Regions from separate parts of the Mus musculus genome. Here region 2 is linked to region 1. Evidence: chromatin contacts called from public promoter capture Hi-C data. All regions are on one chromosome and are shown on one strand. Each heading gives the region's core, a stretch centred on a gene start, on an enhancer-like site or on the middle of the called end of the contact. The rest is flanking DNA. Distances are from core to core; before and after follow the strand shown. Region 1 holds the start of Pigq (phosphatidylinositol glycan anchor biosynthesis, class Q). Region 2 holds the start of Tcp11 (t-complex protein 11).

Evidence for each region. Promoter capture Hi-C pulls out the DNA fragments that hold promoters and counts their contacts.
Region 2: a contact with region 1 is called in a promoter capture Hi-C map of pre-B cells, with 3 times the contacts expected there. The contact joins the promoter of Tcp11 here to the promoter of Pigq in region 1.

The regions. Positions count from the first base shown.
Region 1 is chr17:25,939,542-25,944,477 of GRCm38.p6, reverse strand. It overlaps Pigq (phosphatidylinositol glycan anchor biosynthesis, class Q), which reads left to right and starts at 2,489. Exons shown (of 11, transcript NM_011822.4): 1 at 2,489-2,663. It overlaps Nhlrc4 (NHL repeat containing 4), which reads left to right. Exons shown (of 2, transcript NM_001039038.2): 2 at 160-2,245. The coding sequence starts at 707. The coding sequence ends at 1,117.
Region 2 is chr17:28,078,946-28,084,301 of GRCm38.p6, reverse strand. It overlaps Tcp11 (t-complex protein 11), which reads left to right and starts at 3,663. Exons shown (of 10, transcript NM_001085555.1): 1 at 3,663-3,727; 2 at 3,997-4,143. The coding sequence starts at 4,023.

The sequences.
Region 1 (4,936 bases), core at 1,240-3,739:
CTCTTGGGAACCAGGTGAGCACTCAGATACAATGCAGCAGCCTTCCCCTTCCCCCTCCCCCTCCCCCACCCCCACTCCCCAGCTCTTCATCTACAACGGGAGGGTGCTAGTGCCCATGAGCCACCATCTGCATGCATGGATGTTCCAACTCTTTTGCAGCTGCAAAGAAGCCAAGGCCGCGACTGCTTGCTGCCCCTGGCCTCCCATCTATCCTGACACCTTGACCTCCTGGGCTGCCCCTACCCCAGCCACCTACCCCTGACATCTTGATCTCAGGCTGGACCAACTTAGAGATGCCAATTGCTCTCGGCAGCCTCGCCTGCTGGGACAAATCCTGGTGCCAGCAGGGGCTGCAGGGAGCCCCCGAGGCCTGCACTGCTCCCCAGATGGTCTGCTCTTCTTGACGGCTGGTGTTGCATCCTGTGTCCATGTGCTGGATCTTGAGGGACGCTCCATTTGTCAACTACCCTGCTGCATTCCTAGAACTGGAGCCTTTGTCCCAGAGGATGTGGCGGTGACAGCTGCAGGGCTTGTGGTGGTCAGTGACCTCATTCACGGGGCTGTGTATGCTCTCCAGTACACTTCCCGGGAACCCCAGGGCCGCTGGGTGACTGTAGGCACATTCCTGTCCCCCCGAGGGCTGGCTGTGGATGCTCTTGGACACTTCCTGGTGACAGACTACTTGCCTGGAACTGTTCACAGCTTCATGTTAGGACCAACCTGGGAGCCCCTTGCTCCAACCTCCATGCTAGGTCTGGAGGGCCCTTGTTGGGTAGGTCCAGGGCCTGATGGGGGCTTTGCTGTGAGTGAAGAGTTTGGGGATGTACAGCTGTTTGGCAGTGCCCACCAGCCTCTGGGCTCCCTAGGAACCCTGACTGGGCATAACTTTGGCCACCCAGCAGGTGTGTGCTCTGATGCAGAGGGTAGCATTATTGTGGCTGATGAGCAGAGGCACCAAGTGACTTTGTTTCCCCGGGTTGGGCCACCCATCTGTTTGCAGTTGGAGGGACTAAAGAGGCCCTTGGGTATGGCCTGTGCACCCCAGGGCCAACTAGTGGTGGCAGATGCAGGGGACAACTGCATCAAGTTGTACCAGTATCTGGGGGAGATGGCCTGAGGGGTAGGCTCTGGGGGAAATTGCCCCTTGCTAGGACTGGCCGGGCCTGAGTCCTTTGTACTATCATGGAAGGTTGGTAGGCTCCTTGGGGCCTGCTGAGCCGTCTTCCTGATACCTGGTCTTAGCTGGCTTTGTGATTTCCTCTTGGCAAGTGCCCCTGTCTACACAGAAACCATGAATCACCATTTCTTGATGAGGTTCTAAACTGGGCCATCTCCACTTCCCTATTAAGTATGCTCATAGGTTTTCATGCCCCTAAAACCCAAGGGCCACTCAGTCCCTGGCTCTGCTAGCTTGGGTCTCGGGAGGCCTGAGCTTTGAGGCAACACTTGAAGCTATAGATCCTGGGTGCTGAGGCTGTCTGCCAGCAGATAGCTAGGCAAGATCTCCTGCCAGGTGTCCAACCCCTACATCCTAATCAGAGGCAGGCAGGCAGGCAGGCAGGGAGGGTGTGGCTAGGCTGGGTTGGGCAGTTTAGGGGAAGGGTGTGGTCCCTTAGTGTTCCCCCCAGCTTCAAAAATATTCCCATTCTTGAGCCTCCAACAGCACTCTGGGCCCAACAGAGAGGTAAGGAGTAGGCAAATCAGAGGGGTAAGGCCAACATGTGTCCTGGTAGGGCACATAGCAAGGGCAGGTCCTCTACTGGACACTCCCTGTTTTGAAAGATACCTTCAGTTTTCCCTTCAATCCAGGTCCAAACCACTTTTGAGCACTTAGGTGGGGTGCTGGGACGGTTCTGGGTAGCACAGGTTCTTTCATACCCTTCCATTCAAGACAGGAAAACAGTAGCCTTTCCTCCCATGTTACAGATGAGATCTGGAAGGGGAGGGGTGTGTGTGTGTGTGTGTGTGTGTGTGTGTGTGTGTGTGTGTGTTTGAAGAGCTTACTCATTGAGAATCTGGTCTCACCCATGTTCTTCATGTGGGAAGAAGCAAGAAAAAGCTCCTTGCTTTTGCTCCTTTAGGGTGTGGGGTGGCACCCAGCCTGTCATCTGGACGTTGAGGTCAACACACATGTCACTCCTGCAGGCTAAATCAATATGCCCTGTTCATTATGTTGTGGGGGATTAATGGACAATGAAAGAAACTTTGCTTGTAAGTAGATGCTCAATAAACACTAGTTACTGCGTTGTTAGGGGTATTGCTTTCAGACTATGCGGCCCACACGGGTCTGCATGCACCCTACTCGCAATGGATAGAAACAGATGGAAGGGCCTGGGTTTAGGAGGCCAGGCGGTAAGAACAAAGCGGCTACCATGGTCCTCAAAGGCTGGATCCACCGGACCTTTCAGGATATTTACAGCGAGGGTAGCTTTGATGACAGGAGCCGCGCGCGCGGAACTCTCGGGCTCAGGCGATGGACAGCCCGGGCATGTTTGGGGACCGGACCGTCGCGCGACAACGCCGCGGAGCCGGCGGAAATGGTGCTGATGTCCCGCGGCGGGCCTGGGAGCCGCAAGCACGGTCGTCCTCCCGGGCCCGCCGAACGCAGTGCCCAACCCAGTTCCTTCCCTACCGCTCGGGGACGCGGCCCCGGGGACCAGCTGGTGAGCACTAGCGGGTGGCGGGGCCGGGAGAGGAAGAGGAGGAAATCCCGAGGTAGCGCAGGCCTCTTGGTCCTAAAGACTCTGAGATGGGAAACCTGAGGCCGGGATAGAGGGAGAGGCGGCCACCCACGCAGCTGACCTCCAGGCTCAGCGGCACCCGTTGTGGGTCTGGGCCTGCTCTCCGGAACTTGAGGGCACCGAGAGGCCCCTCCTCCCCTCCAGGCCGGGAACTGGCTGGAAGATTCCTGGGGCACTGGCTGAGAGGCTCATATTTATCCACTCCAGTAAAGATCAGAAACAGATTACCCCCTCCTTTTGAAATGAAAAAGGAAAGCATTTACAGAGGCGGAAAATGTGTTTCTGTGCAGGTTCTCTTTTAGGCTAGGTTGGCCTCAAAATCCTAGTGTAGCAAAGGATGACCTTGAATTTTTGATTGTCCTTTGGCCACCTCCTGATTACAGATATGCACTGCTACTACTGGTCTATGAGGTTCTGGGGACTCAACACAGGGTCTGGTGCAGGCTAGGTAGGCTCCATACCAACTGACTACATCCCTAGTCAGAAAAGTGGTTTTGTTGTTGTTGTTGTTGTTTGAACGTGGGGTAAATATGAACCCTCTCAAAGATTCACAAAGTAATGTTTCAGCTATGATGTGTCCCAGGTCTCTCTTAACTGGGCTGGCCATCCCTCAAGCCTGTTCCTTGCAGGGGAAGTAAGCAGTAGCTCTGCTGCTGAAGTCTGACTTGGAGTTCTGTGAAGAGACTTCCTGGGGCCTCTTATTTAACCCTCCTGGGAATGGGCTGTCGGGGAGGGAACTGACTCCTTCTTAGCAAAGGTAGCTTTTCCAGGCTTGGGCTGTTCTTTTAATCAGCATCTTTAAAGGCCTTCACGCATCCCAGGTTTTTGCCTTCTCGCTCCAGCCTCTCACCTCTTGTATCGATCGCCTGCTCTTTCATCATCATTTTCTGCTGCTGGGATCCCAGCAGCCCAGTGTAAGCACACTCCTTCTTACACTTCAGTGCATCCGGAGGCTGAGATGGGAGTGAGGGTGGGGATTTGCCTCAACTTGAGTTCTCTCAGTACCCCACAGATCAGAGCTCCAACCTCTCTCTGCCTTGCACCTTCTTTCCTTTGACCCGAGCTTTTTTGCTTTAAGGTAAACTGTAAATGAAGCATACTCCACAAGGAGGATGTGCATAGACACAGTGTGTATATAGCACAGTGGATTCACGAGTTGTGAGCAGACTCCAAACCAACCTTTGAAACATCTGTTTATAATTAGATCAAGGGCATTTCTCTTCCTACACGGTTGTGAGCATTTTTCCTTAGTTCATGTGAAGTGTTCCCCCAGAGAGTCAAATGATATTTCACTGAGCTGGTGTGTCCTTACAAAGTTGTTGAACAAGAGTTTGGGCTGGGCTGAAGGGTTCCCTATGACAGTGACCCGCCGGGGCTCTTACAGGCGGAATGGCTCTAGTATTTTTAGCCGTGCCTCATGTCATGGCCTTCTGGAGTCAGTTCCTACTGAAGGGACAAGAGAAATTGGTTCTTGACACTGGCTATGGGGATTTAGCCTGCCCTAGTGTTGGGCGTCAGGTTTTCCCTATGGACACCTACCAATTGCCTGCTTCCTCCGGGTTCTTTGGAGTTTTGTTTTCCTGGAGACTTCTGACTCAGAGTTCTATGGAAAGGCTTCCCGAGACTTCTTTAACGGCTTTTTCAGGCTTGGACTGTTCTTTTAATCAGCACCAGCATTTGGAAGTCCTACAGTGCTGGGTCCCATTAGTCCTCTCAGCATTGGGCTGGGTTATAGTTCATATGAGACCCTAGGTCTAGTCCTCAATATCAAAACCAAAAAGCTTTGCCACATTGTCCATGTGACGGCTTTGGGCTGGACAGGAAGGGAGCAGCTGCACCTGGATCCTTCAAGCTCTGGCCATTTGTCTATGGGCCAGCTACCACCACCACTTGTGTCACTGTCTATCCCCTCGACTCCAATTGTTTTGTGCAGACACTAGACCAGGAAACTAGGCTTCAGCCCAAGATCTGGGCCTCCCTCAGGAAAGGATCCAAAAATGGGGTCTTTGTTCATGGTTGCTGTGTCCTTCACTTCACATGGGCAAGATGCGGTATTGACTAAAGAAAGGCATATGTAGGCACTTGAACCTTGCCAACCATTCCAGCAGTTCAGATCAGCAGGCACAAGTGGAGGACACCCACAATCTCCAAACAGCACCTTTTCTGTGGAAGGAACAGAGTGGGGTCCACAGAGT
Region 2 (5,356 bases), core at 2,414-4,913, 2.1 Mb before region 1:
CATCCTGAGCTCAGAACGGCTTTAGTAATATTAGGGGTTTTGTTTGGTTTGGTTTGGTTTGGTTTTTGGGCTTTTTTTGTTTTGTTTTGTTTTTTACTTCCCCATCCGCACCCAGGATTTCTTTTAAAATTTGAGTTCCCTCATAGCCACGTGGAACCAGCAGGCCACTGTTTTTTGTCTTTTGGTTTTTTTTTCAGAATATCTTTGGGGATTAGACCGACTCTCAGTATAATTTGCTTCCTAGGGTAGGGGTACACAGAACCGTATTTACCCAATGAGAATATCTATTCAGTCTCACTCACCCAGTCGGGGAATGGCGGAGGCATGGGGGCGGGGATTGTAGGGGCAGGGGCCTGGCATTTCTTTTCTTCAGTACTTTCTCTCTCCCTCACCCTCCTCCCCACCCCCAACACACCTCTCTTCCTCTCTCTCTCCTTTCTCTTTCTTTGACAGGTTCACATGTGGCTCAGGTTGGCCTCAAACTCTCTACATAGCCAAGGATGACCTTGAAAATTTTGGACCTCCTGCTTCTACTTCCCAAGTGCTGGGATTACAGGTGTGAAACATCAGGCTGGGGCTGGACGGAAATATACACACCTGCTTCTCAATCTGGGCTGTGGGGACCCAGGAGGACAGAGGCATTAGATAGCCTAGACAGGCAGCCCTTCCTTCCAGGGTGATAATTCTCAAGTAATTAAAGGGAGTGGGAATTAAGGGTTGGAATAGATGTGAGAGGCTGCTGTGGTGTTACTGCCTGGAAGCTAGCACTTGGGAGGCAGGTGTAGGAGCATCACACACTCGAGGGAAGCCTGGGCCACATATTGAGTAGGAGGCCAGCTGGGCTACAGAGCGGAGCGAGACTCAGTCACAGACAAACGGCCTTATAGGAAATCCTATGTGCTTGGGACCCCCAACCTTTCTCTGACCTGCCCCCGCCCCCCCGTGGAGTTCACCAGGACCCTACGTGCTACATCTCCTTGCACGTGGACAGCATCTCAGCCAGAGCAGAGCACTCAGTGTGACTTCAGAAGTAGCCTGTGATCTGGTCAACCTCTTGCCCATTCCTCTTGGTTACGCCTCGAAATGGCTCTCATCAGGCCTCATACGTGGGGACAGTCCAATGTGACACCCGCTTTTGCCTGTTTGCATGGGTGGGATTTGGGGGCTATTGTACGTGTTTGGAATGTAAAAGCGCCCAGTAAATCATTAAGCAGGAAGTCAGTGATTAACTAAGACACCCCCCCATCCCCCTCCCTGAGGAAGGAGGCCATATCTCCTCTCGTCCTTCTAGGCTCTTGACGATAACTTTTGCTTGGCTGCTTCTGATAAGTGTTAATGATAAGGATCCTGGACGTCTGCACCTTGCCTGGCTCTGGGAAAACGCTTCCCTTAGCCTTCCTCGGTTCCCTCCTCGGCCACCTCCACGCTCCCCTCTTCTTGCTTCAGCCCCACCCCCACCATAGATGCCTGCTCTGATTATCTCCCTACAACCCTCCAAGAGAAGTCAGATTTTAAAAGTTTTAATTACACTGTGTGTATGTGTGTGCGTGCGTGTGCGCGCGCACGTGTGTGTGTGTGTGTGTGTGTGTGTGTACATGGTGTGGCACAGGTGTGGAGCCTGAGGCCAGCTCGTGTGTGGCAGGTCTCTCCTGGAATTATGGGAGTCTTGGGGATTGAACTCAGGAGGTCAGGATTGGAAGCTGGATCCTTGGCCCATTAGTGCATTTGGCTGACCCACAGATGTTATATAGAGAGCGGCTATTTTACGAGTACAGATAGATTCCTAGGGGAATTCAGACATCTGGGAAGAGCTCTATAGCACTGATTCTTTTATCGGGAGGGCTACTATTTAAAAACAAGCTCAATTTTTTTTCTCTCCTTGACATTAATAGTCCCAAATAGGCCAGGCAGTGGTGGCGAAAGCTTTTAATCCCAGTACGCATGGAGGCAGAGGCAGGCAGATCTCTGGGAGTTTGAGGCCAGCCTGGTCTACAGAGGGAGTTCCAGGATAGCTGGGGCTACACAGAGAAAACATGTCATAAAAAAAAATGTTTTCCCTGCATGTATGTGTATGTGTGTGTACATACACACACACACACACACACACACACACACACACACACCCTTAGGGGCCCCACAAGAGGGCACCAGGTATTTCTAGGCCGCCACTTGGGTGCCATCTTTCCAGACTCCGAGTTTTCATGTGACAGGAAGCTGTGACATCACTGCGTAGCTTCTGTTCACGTCCCCGTTGACCACCTGGAGGGAAATTCCAAGAAGCACACCCCGAAATTCCAAGAAGCACAATGGGGAGGGAGGAAGGAAGCTTAGTATGTGCTGGAGATAGTTTAGGTGGTCGGTGAGAATTGAACCCAGGGATACCAACCAAGCTACAACCTTAAATTCTTTTCAGTAAATCCTACCTTGCAGTATTGGAACTGAACCTGGGCCCTCAAACATGGCCGGCATTTTGTTACTAAGTTGCACCCATTATCTGGCTTTGTTTTGTCTTTAAACTTTAGTTGCTTCGTCTGTCCTGGAACTGTGTAGTCCAAGCAGGCCTTGGCCAGTCTGTCCTCTTGCCTCAGTCTCCCCAGTAGCTAGGGTGACAGGCCTGCACCGTTACTTTCAGGTTTTCCAAAGTCAGGGATTGGCAAGCAAAGCAGCGGCATCAGGCGGTACAGCCATTTCCGGGGGATCGCACGCCCTCTTCTGAACGCCTGGGGTACTGCATGGATGGGATGCATTTGCATAGGTTTTATGATGACTTCAAGTCAGAGTAATTAAGAGGCCAGAAAGAATATGAGGGAAAAACACCCTCTCCATGTTCTCTCCCCAAACCCAAGGCGTGGGTATTTAAAAGACTTTAATCCCTGCAGAGGCAGGAAGATCTGAGTTTGAGGCCAGCCTGGTCTACAGAAGAGTTCCCTGACTGCTGGGGCAGCATAGAGAAACTTTCTTTGTCTTGGGAAAAAAGCAAAAAACACAAGAGAATGTTATATGTAAAACAAGACAATTTTATATGTATGGGTATTTTGCCTGCGTGTATGTAAATATATGTAAATATAGGAAGTATGATCCCGAGGAACTGGAGTGGCAGATGGCCGAGATCCATCATGTTGGTGCTGGGAATCGAACCCTGGTCCTCTGGAAGAAAGCCAGTGGTCCTAACAGCTGAGCCATCTCTCCAGGCCTCACCCTCCATTTTTTTTAAGAATCTGGAAATGGAGCTCAGCCTATGAGGTCCCTTCCATGCCCAGCACTACATGAACCCTTGGTGGTGGCTCACACGGGTGACCCCAGCACTCAGGCAGAGGCTGTAGGGTCAGCAGTTCGAGGCTAGCACCCCTGTGCATGCTCTGCAGGCTACCCCTAAGCCCCAGATCCTGACACTTGGAATCAATAGGGATGACCGTCCTGCCCCAGTCTCGGTCTCACCCAAGGTGGCGGCAGATGGTCGGTGGCGGGTCGCGATGCTGGTGGGGAGGGCTGCCACGCGCCTCGCGCCTCGTTGCCAGGACACCTAAGCTGTTTGTTTGGCAACACCGGGCGTTCCCACTCCTGCTCAGTTCGCAGGGTGGGGATGTGGAGTGTGTGACAGCATCGACGTGGGGCTCAGTGGCTCCACCCAGCCACGCCGCCCCTGCCTCATCCCCCCAAGTGGTTTAGCCCACCCGCACCCCGTGCCGCCCAGCCAGCCAGAGCGGGCGGGCCGGCAGAGAAGGAAGTGAGCTGAGTGGAGAGAGGGAAGGGGAGGGAGAAAGTGGAGGGGGAGGGCGGAGGTGAGCCACGGAGGGGAAGGGATGAAAGAGGGGAAGGGAGAGGGGAAGAGGAGGTGAGGGGAAGAGGCATACTGAGAGGGAGAGACAAGGGGTGGTGAGGGATGGAGAGGGGTAAGGGGAGGGGCGTCCGTCGGGGCTGCGGCCTCAGTTTCTTCCTGCGCCAGCTCTGGTCCCCCCTGGCCCTGACGAGCCCCCAACATTTGTCACCACACAGATACCACCACCACCACCATCACCAGGATGCCAGACGTGAAAGAGAGGGCGGCCCGGAAGGAGCCCGGCGCGGCAGAGAGCGCCTCCCGTGAATCCCGCGGGGGAAACACCCGGGAGAGCGCGAGCAGCGCCCAGGGGCACCGATCGTGTAGGTTCAACCGTCGCCCGAGCACGGCCGCCCTCACCCCAGGGTCCGCGCAGGGGCGCGGGGTAAAGACGGCGCCACGAGGTCCCGTGGGCCACGGAGGACTGCGGACTGGCCCGACCTCCCGGTGTCCCCAGCCCTCCGCCCGAGCGAAGCTCCCCTCGGTCACGCGTGGGGCACCGCTTCCGCCATCCCCGGGAAAGGGCCACCTCGGCGGGACCCCGAGCTCGCACAGGCTAGGTATCTGCTTGAGGCAGGGTCCCCCAAGTGCGGGGACTGCAGGTCCGGACCTCCCTCCCCCTCGTTTCAAATGCTCCCGCACAAGCGTTGCCATGGATTTCCTGTGACGCTGGACAGTTAGTCTCTCCTCTGTGGCCACGCGGGGTCGCTGCTGCTTAACGCTGTGACTTGAGACAAGATCCAGGTGTACCCGGAGGGGTGGGGTGGGGTGGGTTGGGTTCGGGCTGGGGTTGTGTATCCAAATAGGAACCTGGCCTGTGGGGTTCAAGGTCAGGGCGTGCTGGTGCTGCTGGTTTGGAAACAGTTCTTACAATGGCTGTTGCATCCATAGGTACAGTGACTCCTGAGTATACAATCAAATTCCTTTTGTAAAAATTTGGAACTGTGTATAACACGTTGGCTTTGTTGTGTTGCAGTTTTCTTTTTTTAGGGGGGCAATCTGAATTTTTAAGAATTGTAGCCACACTTAAATCTCTACTCTTTAAGCCCTCCTTGTTCCGGAGTGCTCTGGGCGGAACTGGCTGCTTCTTGCAGTTGGAGAGTTTCTTGAGGAGTGGCTGTAGCTTTGAAGGTTTCCTTTCACCTCGGATTTGTTTACGGATCTGATTGTGTCATGCCAGCCATTTCGGCTGGGATAATGAAGGACTGCACAGATGCTGGGAAGAGCAGGGTCCGGTCACCTTTGTTTTTATAAAAAGGTTTATTTTTCTTTGTGTGAGTGGGTGTTTTGTCTACAGGTATGTCTGTGCACCGTGTGTGTTCAGGGCCAGAAGAGATGTCGGGCGCCCTGAAACTGGAGTTACAGATGCTTGTGAGCCAAGGGTAACCCAGCTCTTAGGAAAGGGCAGCAAGTGGCTTAACCACTTGGCCATCTGTCCAGCCTGTAGTTTATGCTTTTATAACCCAGCCAAGGACTCTAGATTTTCTATCAAAGTCCAGTCAATTTTCTCACCATGAAATATTTTCAATTTGTTGA